Linked DNA regions of Sus scrofa: all the other regions are linked to region 1. A link is a contact called in public HiChIP or PLAC-seq and promoter capture Hi-C data. All regions are on one chromosome and are shown on one strand. Each heading gives the region's core, a stretch centred on a gene start, on an enhancer-like site or on the middle of the called end of the contact. The rest is flanking DNA. Distances are from core to core; before and after follow the strand shown.

Evidence for each region. Promoter capture Hi-C pulls out the DNA fragments that hold promoters and counts their contacts. HiChIP or PLAC-seq counts read pairs in DNA pulled down with a chosen protein or histone mark.
Region 2: a contact with region 1 is called in a promoter capture Hi-C map of fetal liver, with 4 times the contacts expected there. The contact joins the promoter of GZF1 here to the promoter of CST3 in region 1. A contact is called at or near these places in 1 of 5 promoter capture datasets (fetal liver), 1 of 47 Hi-C or Micro-C datasets (heart right ventricle) and 1 of 2 datasets of contacts at active chromatin or transcription factors (alveolar macrophages).
Region 3: an H3K27ac HiChIP or PLAC-seq map of alveolar macrophages shows a contact between it and region 1. The contact joins the promoter of NAPB here to the promoter of CST3 in region 1. A contact is called at or near these places in 1 of 5 promoter capture datasets (fetal skeletal muscle), 2 of 47 Hi-C or Micro-C datasets (liver and omental adipose tissue) and 2 of 2 datasets of contacts at active chromatin or transcription factors (alveolar macrophages and skeletal muscle).

Annotation. Positions count from the first base shown.
Region 1 is chr17:30,472,283-30,476,100 of Sscrofa11.1, reverse strand. It overlaps CST3 (cystatin C), which reads left to right and starts at 1,615. Exons shown (of 3, transcript NM_001044602.1): 1 at 1,615-1,872. The coding sequence starts at 1,630. It overlaps LOC106506628 (a long non-coding RNA gene), which reads right to left and starts at 1,488. Exons shown (of 3, transcript XR_002339947.1): 1 at 1,366-1,488.
Region 2 is chr17:30,349,697-30,353,514 of Sscrofa11.1, reverse strand. It overlaps GZF1 (GDNF-inducible zinc finger protein 1), which reads right to left and starts at 2,082. Exons shown (of 7, transcript XM_003134296.6): 1 at 1,778-2,082; 2 at 725-951; 3 at 1-722. The coding sequence starts at 929.
Region 3 is chr17:30,394,237-30,398,054 of Sscrofa11.1, reverse strand. NAPB (beta-soluble NSF attachment protein) reads left to right here and starts at 1,950. Exons shown (of 11, transcript XM_003134297.4): 1 at 1,950-2,147. The coding sequence starts at 2,050.

The DNA.
Region 1 (3,818 bases), core at 366-2,865:
TCAAAAATGATGCACCAAAGCCAGACACCCACATTGCATGATCCCATTTGTGGGAAGTTCAAGAAAAGGCAGAACCCCTGTCTACAGGGCACATGTGCGTATTGCCAGGAGCCAGGGGTGGGCACAGGATAACCCACAGAAGAAGCAAGAGGAAACTTTCAGGGTAACAGGCTTGGTGGGGTGGTAATAGTGGTGCATGCATTTGTTAAAATTCCTCAGTCTGGATACACAAAAGGAGGCATTTTTATTGTATATGAATCATACCTCATTCAAGTTGACTTTTAAAAATCAACAAAGTTTTCCAAGCAGTGGACAGAGGACCAGAGCCACTGTCATGGCCCCCTGAAGGGAGACGGCCATTCTCTGCATGGGGGGGGGGGTGCTGCCCCTCCCCCACTGGCCCAGTAGGGGTCTTCCCCACCCTCTGCCCTTGGCCCATACCCACATGTTATGGTACATCCAGCCCCAGGGGAAGATTCCAGATCACACCCCTCCTCTGCTTAAACACCAGCAGCTTCCTATCCCCAGAGCAGGACAGTTCCGCTGGAGGGCTTTCCCACTGGCTGTTCCCTCTGCCCAAGTCTCCCTTCTTTGTGCCTGAGGGACTTCTTGCCCTTTGGGTAGGTGTCAGCCTAAAGCTCTGTCTTCTCAAAGGGGCATCTGTGGCCAGGGTCCAGGGATGTCCATGTCTCTCTCTGTTTCATCCTTCACCTCACTTTCAGCAGAGCCCCTGTCACTCTCTGATCGTCATTACTGATTACTGCGACCCACGGCCCTACACCCACCGCGCCCCACAGCAGCTACACTTGGTCATGGGACACAGGAGATGGACCCGGTGAGACAGTGACTCCTGTTTGAAGGGTAAAATGCACTCACAGGACCCCAAAGACATAGTGCAGGTATAGAAGAGTGGAGAATGTGTCATTCACAATTGGCTGTGTATGTTGAAAAATTTTGGATATATTGGGTTAAATAGAAAGTATTATGCTTTCATAGACTTTTTTCTTTCTGCTCTGTTTAATGTGTCTCTTAGAAAATAGTTTCCCTAACATCTTCAACTCTCAGGGGCTCCACCGCCTGGAGTATCTCCCCACCCCCACCCCCACCCCTCCATGCTCCATCTACAGACGCCCTGGCCAGGGAGAAGCCCCAGAAGGGTTCGGTGGTCGAATAAAGAAATGAGTTTGAGTAAGAGAACCCGATGAGCTTTTCCCAAATGAAGGTTAATTCACTTAATGTTTGGCAAAGAAGTTCCCCAGGACAGGCCGCAGACGGAAACCGCAGCCCCGCTCCGGGGACATCTAGACGCGGACCAGGCGCTTAGACACCCCCCGGGGGCCAGACGCCCTTCCTCCCCTTCCAGACCTGGGTACAGAGTTGGGTTACAAGATTCGCCGGCCCAGAGGAGATGACACTTTCGGAGAGACCTAGGAGAATCCAGCTGGAAAGCAGCTGGACCGGGAAGGATCGGATGGGCGGCGGATGGGGAGGGGCGGAAGAGGAGGAGCCGGGCGGGGCAGGGGGCGGGGCCAGGGCCCAGTTGCGGGGGATAAAAGCACAACTACCAGCCCGGCTGGGCTAGCGATCTGATCGCCGCTGGGCCGAAACTCCGTCTGTCTCCGAGAGACCATGGCCGGGTCCCCGCGCTCCCCGCTGCTCCTGCTGGCCGCCCTGGCCCTGGCCCTCGCCCTGGCCGTGAGCCCCGCGGCCGGACAGGGCCACAAGGGCCGCCTGGTGGGCGGCCTAATAGACGCGGATGTCAACGAGGAGGGCGTGCAGCAGGCGCTGTCCTTTGCCCTCAGCGAGTACAACAAAGCGAGCAATGACGCCTACCACGGCCGCGTGCTGCGCGTGCTGCGCGTCCGCAAGCAGGTGCGTCTGCCGAGGAGAGGGCGCGGGATCGAGTTGCGGAGTCGGAGCTCAGGGGCCGGACCGGCGGGGTGCGGAGCCTGAGAGCAGCGGCCTGGGGCGCGGGGCCAGGGTGCAGAGCCTGAGTGCTTTGGAACTAGGCAGGGGGCGCAGGGGCGGGACGGCCCTGACTGCGGGAGGCCGGGCGCCGTCTCCAGCCCGGCTTCCGCCGAGCCCCCAGGTCCTGGGAGGAGGGTCCCCTTCAGCCCCTGGAGGCTCCGGGGGATCTGCACAGACGCTGATGCGCTTCTCACCCTGGCGTGGCCCCCGGCCTCTCCCGGCGGCCACAGCCCTTCTCGGGGTGTCACCTGGCGTGGGCCCGGCCTGGCCCGCAATCTGGGTCCGCGCTGGGGTCAGGGACCAGCCTCCTGGGACTGGGGGGTCCGTGCGAGCTGCCATCTAGATGACCTGAGGAGAGGGAAAAACACACCCACACCTGGCTGCGCTCCTGACTTTGCCCCTGAATGGTTCTTTAAGCACCTTCCTTTTAACTTTTTAACATCATTTCAGACTTTATCGGGCAGTTACAAAGATACATAGAGTCCTTGTAGATTCTCACCCAGATTCCTCAAATGTTAAAAAGTTGCAGAATTTGCTTGACCCGCCTCATCCCCACATACATGTGTGTAGCGATGTTTATACACATTAATTTTTCTGACCCTTCCTGGGTACACAACACGTTTGTGTATTTTTCCTAAAAGCAAGGTTGTTTTCTTCCAAGGCACAAAATAATTTTGAAGATTAGGAATCAAACACTAACACTTTCATACACCAATCTTACTCAGATGCCAGTTATCTATCTCCCAGTCCTTTATAGCCGAGGACACTGTCAGGCCACATGCTGCTGTCCTGTGGCCTCCTTTATTCCGAGGCAGCCCCTGGTCTGTCTTGTGATCTTGGTGTTATTTCTGAAGGTCCAGCCAGCTGTGGCTCAGACTGTCGCTGGATTTGGTTTGGCCTGATGTTTCCTCAAGTCACACAGAACAGGTGTGCACTTCTTGTAGCCTCCTTGGCAGGTGCCGCTCAGCTCACATGGCCTCCACGTCCCCATCGTGCAGTGGTGTTCGGGTCCGACCCTCCAAGTGTCCTCCCTGTGGGGCCTGGCTGCTCCCTGGAGCACCCAGATGGTGTCAGCAAACACGAGTCCGTGAGCTGGCCTGTGGTGGCCGGTGTGTCCTGGACTGGGGCAGTGGCGGGGGGTCTGACGTAAGAATCCAAAGGCTCCTGGACTGTTGCTTCCGCCCACAGGTCACATCCACGGGGGCAGCCTCTGGGCTGTGACATCTTACCACCACCCTGAGATGGGCACACCAGCCTGCCCCTGCCTCTGCTTGCCAGCCTGGCCAGATAAGGAGCCTGTTCTTGAGGAGAAGGGGCAGAGGGAGAGGCAGGAAGGGCTGCGGGGCCTCATGCTGGCCCTTGAAGGAAGGCTAGAATTTAGACCTTCTGACCTGCATGCCGGCCAGCACAGAGGGCTTCCTGCCACTTTCTCCTGAAATGGCAGAAAATGGTCAAGACCAGACCCACTTCTCTTCCTGCAGCAGTGCACTGGCGCTGTCCTTTTTGGGTGGGCAAGTGCCCCTGCTCACCAGGTCCCCTCCAGCCTGCTCCTCTTGGGTGTGAGACTAGCTCACGGACCATGGGGGGAAGCTGACAGCAGAGGGGTCACGGGACACCATGTGGCTCCACCAGGTGGGGTCTGCAGCCTAGTCCCTGGCCTCGCAGCCCGTGCTTCTCTGGGTTCTAATGAGGCCTGTCTGGGTACCAGTGTGTGGCCAGGGTTCACGTCTGTAATCTCAAGTGTAAGAGACACACAGACTGTGACACACTTCAGAAATATTCCTGTTGAAAATCACACTTGAATGGTCAGCATTCCAAGCGTTTTTTATTGGCTTAAACATCCGTGTATG
Region 2 (3,818 bases), core at 833-3,332, 120 kb after region 1:
GTCCTCCTCCCCCTCCCCCGGCCTCGCTTCAGGCAGCGCAGTTTCTGCCTCCCTGGCACTGGCATCTCGGGCCTCCTCTTTTGTCCTTGGCTCCCCCTCTGTTCCCACAGCGTCCGGGCTGGGCTCTTGGGGTGCCCCGCAGTCCCCTGCATCGCTCGCTGCACTGCCCTGCTGCTCCCGGAGTCTGCGTGTGTACTTCTTTTTAGGAATTTCAACGAACACCTTCCTCCCAGCCAGCCTCCCGCTAGCCCTTCTGATCTTAGGGTAGGGGGGCTTCACAACCTCTTTTCTCTTGTCTGGCTTCTCCCTGGACTTCCTTGGGGGCAGAGCTGGCAATAAGCCGTTGCTGATTCTCTCTGCCTGGGGATCTGAGGAGCCCGGGAGGCTGCTGGTCAGAGGTCGGTCCCCAGCCACACCTGCCCCCCGAGTGTTGGGGTCAACAGCAGCAGCAGCAGCAGCAACCTGGGAGCCACCACCCTCCTCAACCTCCTGAGACTCGGAGAAATTCTGCAACTCCAGAAGTACTGACTCTAACATCTGTTTCTTTAACTGAAAACAGGTTTCAGATAAGTCCAAACATTTCAGCTTCTCAGCCATCTCCAGCATTCGCTGCACCCGATCTTCTTCCACCTGTACCTTTGCAGTATAGACAAACTCAAGAAAGGAAGCAAAATCGGCGACCTGCACTTCATCTAAGTAGACGTTAGTCCTGGCGCCAGCTGCGCCTTCTCGTTAAGGAAAACTTCCTTAAAAAACTTGCTGGTGGCCGCCAGCACTGCCTTGTGGGCCATGAACTCCTCGCGGACACCCTGGTACTCCACGCTGACCGTCACGTCGCACAGATGACCCAGCAGGCGGAGCTGGTGCATCTCGTGCAGAAGGTTCAGTGGTGAGGACTTGGATTCTAGCAGAACTGCACCACTCTCCATGTTTCTTCCTCCCAGAAGCAGCCTTGGGAACAAAACCAAAAATTACTCATGCATGAAGTAGAAGGATTAAAAATTATGAGGATGATTTCAGTTCTTGAGAGAACATAAAGTGATTAACGACAGAAACCCAACTTTTCTCATGTACAGATTCAAAACACACATCACTTCTTAGCATTTTTCTGAAGCCCAGATACAGCTTCATGACATACTTGCATGAAGAGAGACTGATCCCCCAAAGATAAAAGTTATGATTAATGAACTACGTTAAAGCAATACCTTATCTAGGTTACTTCCTAACCTGCTTACAGTCCCAGACCCCAAAACGAAGAGAATTTATAGCGACAATAAATAACGCCTACTTATTTGACCAGGAAACATAATAATTAAAACACATGGCGACCACTGTCTGCCTTGGAAAACAACCAACTAAATAACTACTATTCATGGACAAAACTTCATGGAAAAGTGGCCACGATCCACGGCCACCTCCAACCCCATAAGGCCCTACCACGGGCAGCACCGTCGCAGCACCTGAACGATGCGTGTTCAGCGGCGCTATCCTGGGCAGGGTTTTCAGCAGGGGTTCCTATGCAGGAGACTGACAGGCCGTCGTGAAGGCTGCAGCCGCGCGGGCGTCCCGGAGCAAGCTTCACAGGAAAGGCGCCGACAAGGTCACAGGGCAGGCAGCTACAGCCCGCCTCGCCCGCGCACCAGGTTCCCACTGCCCGGCCCGCCCGGAGCCCCGTCCTGCCCAACACGGCGCGAACGTTCCCCGCGGCGTACCTGCCGTCCGCTTCGGCATGTGCCGCCCTCCACAGGCCCAGGTCCCCGGGGCCGACCTCACCTACCCGTCCAGCCCGAGTGGCCGCCTGTCAGCAGGGCAATGGCCGCAGGTGGCCTCCTCTCTTCGCCGCTGCCGGCCGGACCACCTCCGGCTCCCTGACGGCCTCCCGCCCACTCGTGACCTTTGAGCCCGACTCGGAGCCCAGGCCGCAGCCTCCTGCCCCCCAGGCTGCTCACCCACCGCCCGCCCGGCCGCCGCAGACCCAGCGCTTCCGAGGACCAGGCCAGGGGACAGACGAACGGACCGGGGGCGGGGCGCGAGGGGCGGTGAAGGCGACGCCGATTGGCCGCCGTAGGCCCTGCCCCGCCCCTCGCGGGCCGGGTAGGGCCTGCGCACGCACGGCCGACTGCGGAGGCCCTTCGAGGAAGTTACGTGAGCCGACGCACCCTGCCGCCGCGCGTTAGGCCAGCAGCGAAGAATTACGTCACCCACCGCGAGCTAAAGTCTGCGCCTGCGCAGGAGGCTGCAACGGCAGCTCTGCCTCTCCCGCTACGCGGCAGGGGCGGGGTCGGCCTGCCCCCGAAAATCACGTGAGCTGCGGGCCCGCTGCAGCAGGTGGGCAGTACAAGAGGGCGGGTCGCCGGGGGGGGGGCGCGTGACGTCAGACGGTACTGGGCGGCGGAGGGTTGGGCACGGGGAGGAAGTGACACAAGGTGGAAGGGCTCAGAGAAGGGCGGAGCGTCGAGAGCCAGACTGGGCGGAGCGTTGGTGGAGGGGCGTGGCGTCAGGAGCTTGGCGCAGGGAGAAGCGGGGTATCCAGCGCCGAAGAGGGCGGGGCGTAAGGGTGATAGGAGGGTCCTGGAGGAGGGGCGGGGCTCCGCCACGTGCCGCAGGAAGCGGTTGGCTGATCCCTAGGTTCGTTGCGTGGTCCGGCTGGGTTCGTTAGACCTCGCTGTGCCGACGCGGTTCAGGAGCTGAGCGGGAGCCGTCTGCTCCTAGAGCCTCCGAACGTGTGCGATCTCTGGACACGGGGCGAGACCCTCTGGACACCTCTGGAACGCGCCCTCCACCCCAGGGGCTTAATATCACAGCTCCCCAGCCTCTGTTGATCCTCGTCTCTCCCAGACGTCCAGCGGGCCCTGGGCCGACTTCTCATCCGGTGTCTTCTGGTTAAGTTTGCGAGTGTAGAATGTGGCAGATCTGCTGCACAGCCGCCACCTTCCCTCTCTTACAGGCTCTGACACAGTCATAAAGCATCTGCCTGAAGTGGCTGGGATGCTGTGTGGACCAAAGCGCCCTGGTCCCGGGTAGTCGGGCCCAGGTGAGAGGGTCCAAGCAAGGAGGCTTCCGGCTGCCCTATTTTCCAGCTTCTGATTTGTAAGAACCTGCACAATCTTTACTTTCTGCTGCAGATAAAAAAGCATGTCCTGGTTCCAGAACAACCCCACCTTCTGTGCACAACTGCTGGCTCTGCCTCCAGGTTCACCCAGAAGTGGATCCTGCAATCGCTTCCCTTCTCAGGATTTTCAGAAGCCAGCCCAGTTCATGGAGCATGGGGCTCACCCCTAGGTGCACACACTGAGAGTTGAGTCCTTCCCTAGTAGTCTAGGACCCTCCTGCTCTCCCGCACCCAGAGCCCTGACTTCCTCCAGAAATGAATCTCCTTGCCCAAACGGGTTAATAAGAACAGTATGTGCCTCATGCTTACGGAGGGTGAGCCCTACTCATGTTAGTAGTATGTCACTTTCTCACAAAACTCTGCGAAGGGGTAGTATCATTATTCCTATATATACAGAGGAGGAAACAGAGGCACAGGAAGGTTAGCCAGCCTACCCAAGATCACAGCGAGTCTGAGCCAGGACTGAACCTCCACAGTGGTACTCTGTGCAGACCAGTCTCCCCAGCTACAGCAGAACAGAGATCAGGTAAATGCCAAAAGGGAACTAAACTGGGTGTGATTAAATAGCATACTAAAAGTTGTGTCTGGTTTGCATGAATCCATAAGTCAACACTGAGAAGTGTGGTTTCTAAGACATTGAGTGGAGGTGGGGCAGCTTCTTGCAAAACCCCAGGGACTTGGCCCTCCTGCCTGATTGCATCATGGC
Region 3 (3,818 bases), core at 701-3,200, 78 kb after region 1:
GAAATGTGGCTAGTATGACCGGGGATGATATCTACACTTTACTTCATATTATTTGCTCTAAATGTATGTGGCCACTGTCCTGGTTGGCATGGGAGCTGGGGGGCATGGGTCCTTTGGATCTACTGCAGGGTCTCGGCATCCCCTTCCCTGGTCCACACGGGAGCAGGTCTCCTCCTCCCTCCCTCCTGCTTGGAGCATCCCCCTCTGTCCCTCTGGTCAGGGTTGGTCCCGGTTAACTCTGGGAGGTCTGTCCCTCTGCCAGCTACCTCCCCTCACCCAGCTCTGGAAGAATAAAACACGCTGTGAACACAGCAATGAAGGTAGGAGGTTTTTCTCCCACTGCGGTGTGGACTGTGGGGGAGGGTGGGAGTGCCCATGAGAAGGAAGAGAATGAGGGAAATACCCAGAAACACCAACAATGTCAGGATGCACCCCTGCCACCCATAACTGCAGCCTCTAGAGTAGAGAAGGCAGCCCACTCCCTCCTCCTCAGCTGACTGTATGCTTGAAACTCTGGAACTGTAGGCTCAAGAGTGGTGGACTTCTTAAACATACCCTTCCTAGACTCCAACTCCAGGAAACCCTGATGTAGAGATGGGGGCTTGGAGAGCAGTATTTCTCGGAGTCCTGCCCTAAGGCAGCTTTGGCAACTGCTTTAATCAACACACTGTTGTTGCACTTGGAGTTTTTGACCTGAACCCCTCCACTAAATCCCCATAGACTTCTCAAAGGCTCATGTTCTCTGCTTCTCAAAGGTTCATGTCCACGGCTTACACGTTTCTTTTTTTTCACTCCTGTGTTCACTGCTGCCTCTAATTTCCTGCCTCCTTCTTCCCCAATACTGCTCCAAATTAGCTCTTTGAAGTCAGAATAACAGATGCAGTGAAAGTAAATAAACTCTGGGATCTGAAGCTCCCTTCAGTCTGGAGTGCCTGCACTGCAAGCTCTGCAACATTTGCTTTAGTGACCTTTCTTTCTAGGAGTTTGGCCCTTCTTGCCTTTCTCTCAAGACAGCTTCATTTTCTTAAATGTATTTTGTGTGCCAGTGCCCACAGTGTATTTATTAATAGTTTGAAATTGTCACAAGTTCTCATTTGGCAGTGGTTTTCATATTTGCTTCACCACCTCTGCTTTAGCATTGCCAAATGTAAATGGTCTAGACTTTGTATGAAAAAATAACTCCCTCTGGGACAGTCCTGGAAGTTGCTGGCACACAATAGCCCCTATCTATGGATACCTCTCCTGGGAGATTCGAAGTCTTCCTGGCAGGGAGAATGGCTGTCCCAGAGGCCCACCCCACAATATGGCCAACATTATGTAAAGAGCAAGAGAGCTCAATTGCTCACATCCACTGAAAAGAATCCAGTCAATAAAAAGGGAGAATTATGCACATATTGCATATGTGCAAGTCTTCTATAGCCTAGGAAGAGACGCCTGACAGATCTAAACGCCTTGCTCTGGAGAAAAACATGGCTCTTCCTGCAGCTGTAGCTGGAGCGTGGGAAGATGGGCCAGTATCACAAGGTTTGTGCAGCTGCTTGGGTGGCCGCCTTACAGCGTGCTCTCAGAATGCAAGCGGTACAGTGGAGCTTTCCAGCCTGCCACCCGCCGTCTCCCGGTCCACGCCGTTATCCCGCGTCCCATCCATCCCGTTATCCCGTGTCCTCCCCGTCCATCCCCTGACCACGGTCGGTCGTGCTGGGCAGGGACTCCTGAACTAACGTGATGCTAGTGTTTGAGGCGGTCTTCCTTGGAAGCCGTGGGAACTTTTCCATTTCCCGCCTCCTTAAACTGTCAATACTCTCCTCGGTAGAGGGCCCTACAGAGGGTGAGGACCCCGGTCCCGAAGCCCCTGCCTCCAGCCGGCTCCGCGGCCTTCTGGGAGTTGTAGTTGACGCCTCGCACACTCCCGCCGCCAGGCCACCGCTCGGACTACAACTTCCGACAGGCTGCGCGCCGCGCCTGCGCGCCCCTCCGCTGCCAGAGGACGAGGCGCGGGAGACGCGTTCGGCTCGGGAGTAGCTTGTGGAGGCGGCCGCGGCTGTCGACATGGACAACGCAGGGAAGGAGCGAGAGGCGGTGCAGCTGATGGCGGAGGCCGAGAAACGAGTCAAGGCCTCCCACTCCTTCCTCCGCGGGCTCTTTGGGTGAGCGCCAGACCGCGCGGGTCCTGAGGGGAGGGTTTCCATTCCAGGAGGCGGCCCACACTTTACTCAGGGTCCCCGGGGCCTTCCACGCGCCCTTCAGGGGTCCCCTAGGATCCCCCGGGCACCCACAAACCTTTGGGGACCACCGAGCTCCCCCCATCCCCCCACGCGCACGCCAGGAAGTCTCTCCACCCCCCGGCCCCGCCCCCACACACCCCAGGGATCCCCAAGGGCACTCTATAACCCCCCCACACACGCCCTCCTGGGACCCTCTCGGCCACCCCGACACTCTCCAGGGATTCCCTAGGACCCTCAAGCGCGCACCCTCCCCGACCTGGCGTTCGTGGCCCTCCCCACCGCAGCCACACGGGTTTGTTATTTCTCCACGCGTAGCTCAGGAGACCTGAGTGGGTGGAGGCGCTGGGAGGGTGGGCGGCGGGCTGGTGGTGGGGCCTAGCTTCCCGCATTCCACCACCCTGTGCCCGCGCCCCTTGCGCCAGGTACACATTTAATAAATACCCGTGGGAGGAACGAGTACGTTTTCTTCGTAGAAGGTTCATGTGAAACCCAGCCCAGGGCTTCCTACGGATTAAGGATAACGTAGCTCCTCTTTTAAGTCTGCGTCTTTGGGGAATCCCGTCCATTTTCAGTGATTCTTCTGTGCTTTCCTAGGGAAGGTCTTAAATTCGGACTTCCCAAAAAAGCAGAGCCTGCACTGACAGTTCTTGGACAGTAGAATATGTGAATGATTCAGCTGTTTAGGATGAGAGAGGCGGAAAATTCGTGGTGTTTTTCCGTTTTTCCCTTTGGAAAGGGAAAGATCCTCTGCGGACACCCAGAGCAAGTTTTTATTCTGAGGAGGACCAGGGACCCATCCTTAACTGTTGCGCTATTAGACACAGGTTTATTTCAGTTTAGAACCTGCTCGTTTTGCCACCCTCGTTCTTTTGGTTGTAATACTTAATCGTTGTTGAGCATCTCCATGAAATGCTAACTGCAGGTTTCACGCAGTGCTGGAGTGCGGGCTCAAAGGTACCAAAGGTCATTTATCCCAGCTGGTTTCTCAATTTCTCAGGTGATGTGAAGTTTGGATTATAGCAGTGAATTATAAATTTATTCCCCCCTTAAAAGTTAGGACAGTACATAAGGAGCCACTGCTTCTTACTTGATGGGAACACCAAACAAGAGTCCTTTCTCTGGTTCACAAAACAATTACAATTTATTCAATAAAATTTAACCACATAGCACCTCATGCCTAGAGGCAGTCTTAATGGCTCAGCATCTCAAGTCTGCATGGGCTTCCCTGGATGAGAACCTGTAATTGGCAGGGGAAAAAGCCTCAGGCACTTGATGCTTCTCAGGGGAGTGCCCCTTTCTATGCGGAGATGTTGCGGTGCTGTTTTTGTCACACTAGGCCAAATCTTGAGCCAGTAATTCTAAAAGGATTTTGAAAAGGCTTTTTGTTTTTAGAGAAAGGTCTTTTTCCTCCTTGACTGTTGATCACCTGTTTCGTTGGCAGGCTTTGATCCTCACCTTCACACTCAGTTTGCAGGAAAGTCAGTGCATCCTAGGTTGGGCCTGGATCCAGCAGGTCAGTCTGTCATTCTTGCTTTGGGCCTGGGGCATGTTCATTAGCCCCTCTGTGCCTAAGTTTCCTCTGCTATAAAATAG